Linked DNA regions of Cyprinus carpio: region 2 is linked to region 1. Evidence: chromatin contacts called from public Hi-C data. All regions are on one chromosome and are shown on one strand. The core of a region is the stretch at or near the end of the contact, and the rest is flanking DNA. Distances in the headings are between cores, read along the strand shown.

The links. Hi-C and Micro-C count contacts between places; a contact is called where the count stands out from the background.
Region 2: a contact with region 1 is called in a Hi-C map of liver, with 7 times the contacts expected there. The contact joins the promoter of LOC109100977 here to the enhancer-like site in region 1. A contact is called at or near these places in 4 of 8 Hi-C or Micro-C datasets (liver and skeletal muscle).

What each region holds. Positions count from the first base shown.
Region 1 is chrA13:8,796,612-8,799,965 of ASM1834038v1, reverse strand. lrmda (leucine-rich melanocyte differentiation-associated protein) reads left to right here. Exons shown (of 6, transcript XM_042768637.1): 3 at 896-1,022; 4 at 2,254-2,393. Among protein-coding and RNA genes, the nearest start is that of lrmda, 170 kb to the left of the region's middle. Within about 2 kb of position 1,750, at least 2 of the 8 cell types and tissues checked have an H3K27ac peak or open chromatin away from gene starts, as enhancers often do. A contact at or near this core is called in liver, where this site is marked.
Region 2 is chrA13:8,964,781-8,968,274 of ASM1834038v1, reverse strand. LOC109100977 (zinc finger protein 503-like) reads right to left here and starts at 1,390. Exons shown (of 2, transcript XM_042768635.1): 1 at 737-1,390; 2 at 1-321. The coding sequence starts at 988.

The DNA.
Region 1 (3,354 bases), core at 501-3,000:
CTCATGACAACAAAATCCATAAGATTGTTATGCAGGTTATGGGCTTTGCCCCAAGAGCGCTGAAGGCTAGCATTTTGTTGCCATCGAGTTGTTCTTTGCTCAAGGAGGCTGACAGACCTAAATGTCAATTAACTAAGGCTGGACACATTAACATTGTAGGTTGTCAGCCTTTACCATTTGAGGGATTAGAAACACACACCCTGGCTTTTATGCACCTTCCACGCCATGAACTTTGGAAGGCCCCAACATTACCCAGAGCACCACCCTCCATCATGTTTATGCCAGCGCAGGGCGGGGGGAAGACCCAAACGGAGGGAAAGTCCTTGGGGACCGTGTGCCTGCATGCACGAGTGTCAGTGGGGGATTAGGTGTCACAATGGGGAGTAAAGGGAGAAACATCAAACTTTTCCCACCGTAAAGCAGTTGTTTTTAACTGTAAGCGGCTCATCGGAGAAGTTCCGTTTGTGGCTAGGCATTATAGTTGTGCTGGGAAAATGATGGATGACGAGTTAAATTTGTGTTGGGGGAGTGAAGGTGAACTGTGACAGAGTTATTTATCTTGGGAATGGAGGGTTAGGGTCAGGCAAAGCTGGGTGCCTGAAGGCACAAGACATTGACAAATTCATCCCGCACACTGCATTTCTGAAGCCCTTTTGTTTTGAATCCTGGCTACTCACGAGTGACCCTCATCACTCACGCTGCCAGCGTGTGAAGCATGCCGCACCATGCCAGGGGATCTTAGCGCCACTAATTCTTATCATTCACTCTCCTGACAGTCCCAAGCCCAAACTATTCCGGCCTGTTAAAGGGCCCGCCTGAAATATTTATTTCTGCACATAATATCTGCCCAGGTTTAGGACCATATCATTTTTCCTCTCTTGCCTTATCATTGCAGGTCACTGAAAGGTCTGAAAGCATTCAGCCAACTGGAAGAGCTGATTGTGGACAACAATCTTCTTGGAAATGACCTCCGGTTGCCCAGGTTACCACGGCTCCATACCCTAACGCTCAATAAGAACCAAATATCCTTTTTCGAGCTTTGCTTTTCAGCTCTCACGCTTGACCAAAATGACAGGATACTCGGTGAGTTTCTTTGCAATGCAGTGCAGCATCGCCTTTTGCCACACTTTGTCTTTTTAAATGATGTTATTGTGTTAAATTGAGCTTCTGTCTAATGGGGTTGCTTTATAAACTCACTTGAGTTTGTGCCATGGTGACCTCTAGTGGAGGAGAGGCGAAACAAAATACCCAGCACAGTCCTATGACTGAAAGATAAAGCCCTGTTAGACATCTCTCTTAGAATCATATCATATGGTGACCCATATCATAGTTACAGTATATTAGTGCAAGGCCACATGACCAGAAAGCAGAGCAAACAGTTTATTAACCAATATTTGAACTCTTAAATTCCCCAGTGTAGCATTAGCTGTTTTAATAAGCTAACGTATCAGCTACCCCACGCCAAAAGTAAATCTTTGAAGCCAGACTGGAAGTTTCAGGTTTCCGTCCGTTGACAGTCGGCAATTACGTCACTACGACACGTTACATTTAGTTTGTGTGATGGGACTCAAAGAGAAATAAATGGCAAAAGTAAATGTGCTAGCCTGACGAAAATTTATGCTCTGCTGTTTGTCGCTGGATGCTATCTATCTACATAATAATGACACAGCCTCACCCTCTGTTCTCCAAACAGCTCTCCTCCGACAGAGTGTCAGCAGCTCCGACCCAAATTCTGCTGTGAAGTGGGCTGCACATGCTAATGGGCCAATTATTTACATCCTGTAGTGGCCTGCTGCCATTGAAATTCAAGTGCTGCATTAGTGTGGTTGTATTTTGACACGTTTCAGGCACCATTTTCCAATGAAGTGAATGTATTAGTGATGAATTTGCTGTGAAGTGGCTGTTTGTTTCCCTGTGCTGGGTGAAGGGGAGGGGGTGTCCATGGCTTAGGGAGTCACTAACTGTTTTTACCACAAGGCATCCATCATTTTGTCAATGTTTTTAATGTTCTGGACCAAGCCACCCAGGAAATGGGAAGAGGAATGGGAGAAGAGAACAGCCAAACTTGCAGCAAATGCCAAAATCTCACCCTTAAATTTACCCACTCTTTGTATTCTCAATGGCTATTGAGCTCTTTCGGAGGGTTTCGGTAAATTTGACAGAGTTCTTCTGGCTGGCCAGGCCAGCGGAGGGCACAGAGTAAATGCTAATGTAGTTTACAGCCTGCATTCCTTGACCTTTGCCCCGTGACACTTCACCGACATCGAGGCCCTGCTGGAGCATTTGGTGGAAGTGACGCCAGCGCTGGAATACCTGAGCCTTCTGGGAAATGAGGCCTGTCCCAACCAGCTGGTCAGCATGGATAAAGATGAAGACGACTATCAGAGATACAGGTCAGAACACTGTGTGTCTGCACTAATGAACATGCACAAGTGATTTTTGTCTCTATAATGTCTGTACCATACAGAGGTATCCAAAAGTCTGACAACGCCTTGGAAATCTGGTCTTTTAATCTTAGATAATTAATATTTAAACACTGAATTAGGAGTATTTTAATAAGAATAACATTTTAATTAGGAATAAATTCATGCTTTTGTTCAGCAAGGATGCATGAAATTGGACAAAAGGTTATAATAGGTAAGACATTTATAATGTTAGAACTGTTCGTTTGAATTTTCTGTTCATCAAAGAATCCTGAAAAACATTTGTGATTTCCACAGAAATATTAAGATTTCAACAAGAGTTCAACAAGAGTTCAACATTGATCATAAAAAGAAATGTTTCCACCACCATATCAACATATTAGAATGATTTCTAAAGGATCGTGTGACACTGAAGACTGGAGTAATGGCTGCTAAAAATACATCTTTGCCATTGCAGGAATAAATTACATTCTTATAGAATTAAAATAGAAAACAGCTGTTTTGAATTGTGATCAAATGTAAATAATTTAATGATTTAAAAAAAAAAAAAAAAACTTTCCTTCCCTTCCCTCCAATTCAAAAAATATTCTCACTAGTGGTCTCAGACCTTTGGGCCTCGCTGTATATGAATTTTTTTTTAGGTACTCATGTTTTGCTGAGATGTTTTTATTTCTTCTGGTAAAAAAGAGAAATACCCCAGGAGTGTGTAGTTTGGCAACTTTCAGTAATCTTTTATTTGGATGAACGGCTGTTGCAACACACCATAAATCACATTGCACAAGCAAAGACTGATTCTATAGGCTATAACCACACTCCTCTTAAAGCTACTCACCTCCATTTTCTTTTTTTTTTTGTTGACTTGCAAAATCGATTTCATGTGTGAATTGTGATAACCACAAATGATTGTTTGCTATCCTTTCCTACAAGATGA
Region 2 (3,494 bases), core at 141-2,640, 170 kb before region 1:
AGCCGAAGTGCTGGAATTCGGGCTGCCAGTCCTGGGAGTGAACGGCTGGCAGGTGGCGCTAGGCACACGGAAACCAGACTTCTCTCCGTTCGACACCCCAGAAGACGAGTCCTTCTTATCCCCGGGCTTTGAGTACGGCTTGAAGCTGGATTTGTCTTCCACACCGATGTCACTCAGTTTTAAAGGACCAGATTTCGACTCTTTCTCGTTAGATCCGTTTGATGTTACCGAGGAGAGTTTGGAGGAGGGCGGAGGGTCCGGTTTACCGATCTGAGAACATGTTTGCGCAAGAAGAGCCAGAGGACTTTTCTTGGCATCGAGCTGCGAGGATAGATAAAAATAAAAGATTTAGACATCAAATGTGTGCAAGCGCAATCACTGCAACGTATTTGTCAAAATACACAACAAATAAACTACATTAAAAGACTCTTCGCTTCTATTTGAACGTTTTAAGAGATTCGAGAATGTGCGCATCACGCAAAACGGGTTGAAATGGTAAATATCCTACGCCAAAAGCGCGTTTACGATGTTAGCTGAATTAGAGAGAAAAACTGGTCAAATTAAAATACGATGCTAGCTATAAGGCTTTATTAATTTTATTCTCTGTGCTCCGCTACATCCAATCCTAGACTGCAGTAATGTCCCGTCATTTCTCCGGGAAAAAGAGAACGCGGACTTGTATTGATAAAATACACGAACAGCTTAAAAACAAACAAACATCGAGTTCGCATCTTACCTCGATTGGACTGACCGGGGTGGATGGCAATGGCTGAAGATATTCAGGGTGTAAAATGTGTCCTGTGCGTGCAGTAAGCATTTTCAAAATCTTTATGGGAAGTCGGTTAGCTTGCCGTAAAGGGTCCGAAGGAGGGACGAAATGGAGAAAAGGCTTGCTGACGACCGCGGAGTTGTTATTCCGAGAGCTGCTGCTGCTTTCCCAGACTAAATCAGTATCACGATTTCTTGAAGCAGAGGGCGATGTGATCATGACCCAATTCTCATGTATTTTGTTGGTAATTCATTTATCAGATTCATAAATAAAAACGACGCCGTAATCTTCTTTCAAATAGCAGAAATAAAGATAAATAGTATAATCCGTGTGGAGCAGAGCGCAAGGTTATCGCAGATCCGGAGCCGCGTGTGACACCGTAAGCATAGCGCGCGTTCTGTCTCTTCCCGTAGGTCCGCGCGCTTGTCCTCCCAAACCAAGAACTGGTAGAATTTTTCACTTCAAAAGCATCTGAATTAGTCCGAGATTAAAGCCCTTGCCGCCTTCCAATCAAATGGGACCCCGAGGTGATTGGAGGGTCAAGGGGATGTGACGTTCCTCCTTCTGCAAGAGCCTCTATTTTGACAACTTGGGGGAGGAGATTTTGCTCAACATGTAGGTTGTCGTACACGCCGCTGCCTGTGTCCAAAAATTTGATCTAAAATGCTCTTTATTCATTTTTACGAGCAGATTGCCTTGGAGTTGCCATCTTTTTAAAATATAAACTAAGTGTGAAATAATTCCCTCCCATAGCTTTATTCTTCGTCTGATTTTTAATAAGAGTAAGCCTAGCTTTTTATTGATTATAATTAACACCACCAACAAAACCAGAAATAAAACATCAACGTTTTTTGGATTCTTTTTATTATTATTATTATTATTATTATTATTATAGGCTATACACCCCTTTGTATGAGGGACTACATTTTATGAACCAAATAGCCTTTTGATTTAATACTTTGTTCTTTTTTTGTATAAAATGAAATGTAGTCTTCTTCCAAGATGCTGTGTGCATTTAGTGCATTTTTTTTTTTTTTTTACTGTTATGCGAGTGGGCTGAAAACATCAAACCAGAAACATAAGCTCAACTTGTAGTGTTTGAATTCCCCAATCAGACAGGCGTTGACAAGAGCAGACCAATGCAGTGATAGAGGGATGTGAATGTCACATGTTTTCAATATAATATACACCGCCCTTCTATTTCCATCCCACCCCTCCGTCAACTGTCAATTCTGCTCGACCGCAATCAATCAGTTATTTGTCAGTTGCTGTCAATCCCTTTCTTACTTCAAGTCAGCCTTTGAAGCTGATTGTGTGCCGCGAGTGACGGAGAAAAGGGCAAAAGCAGCATCCTGGAGAAGAGTCACTTATAATCTGAGGGGCATGTTGTTTCTATGCTTTATTCAGTTTGGAAAGGTTTTTGTTTAAAATCTCCGGTGAGACAAGAAACAGAAAATCAACCACTGGTCATTTAATACAGTTGCTAAGTAAAACAACCCAGTTTTTTAATTTCTGAAGAACTTTTGACGGCGTTTTCGGCCAATTTAAATATGAAAATGACAATTTTACTTATAATAACACAGGGCAAGTAATGTTTTATTTTTAGGCTATATTTAATTTTTTATTTTTGCTTAGGCTACTGTTTAGGCTATAAACTATAGGCTGAGCTTTCTCCCCCCAAATTAACCAAGCAATTGGATACTGTAACTACCTGTTGTCATATTTTACGTCTATTATCATTTGTTAGATTAGTTTTTAATTTTGTTTTAGGCTATTTTCTTCTGCAAGTGCATACTGAATTAAAAAGAAAAACATTTTCTGACTGCACAAGCAGTAAGACCCGTTTTAAACATGCTGGGACTAAGTTTCAGACAGATGTACATGATAGCTAGGCTACTTCAAATTACATTTTCCTTGTCTCACATGCAGTTTCAGGTTTTTCCGGATCCATGTTTTGCACAAATGTGAACTTCGCTGGTATCAGATCACCTCAGGCAAAACCCAACACAACTTGAACTTACTTGGAATGTTAAATGAAACGAGAATATAATAATAATAATAATAATAATAATAATAATAATAATAATAATAATAATAATAGCCTAATGATAATAAAAAAAGTCCAGACAATTTTTTTCATGTCAACTAAATTTTATTTACACACAATAAAATTAATACCAAAAGACACAAAAGAAAGAGAAATGGTCTGTCAGACCTTTGAGAAAAGAAGTTTAAAATGCCTTGAACTATTCACCGCTGAGACGGCTAATCAGTATCGAGGCTCCGGGGCAATCGGGCAGCTTTTCAATGCGCTTTGCCTTTCATCTCTCACTGGATGGAGGCGCTCAATTAAAAGCCTATCAGTTTGTAAGTAAATCAACGCCTATCAAAGTTGTCACATCAAACAAAACGATTATTATAGCAACCCTCAAACAAAATTAAACTCTTTCTGAGTAAATCAGACACACAGAAAAACAATAACAGCAAGAAAACCTGGAGTGGACAGTCATCAGCGTGAAAGAAATGTACATTTTGTTGGAGTATGTCAGACACATTGAAACAGATTACCCTGATCTATGACAAACAATACACTCTGCGGGTTTACCCTAATCCTAAAACGCGGTTTTATTTCGTACACTAAATATACAAACTTTTCTTCATAAAAATATCATTGCCCAAATTTTCTAAGAGCATCTAACTTTTAAAATTAAACAAATAATTTTGT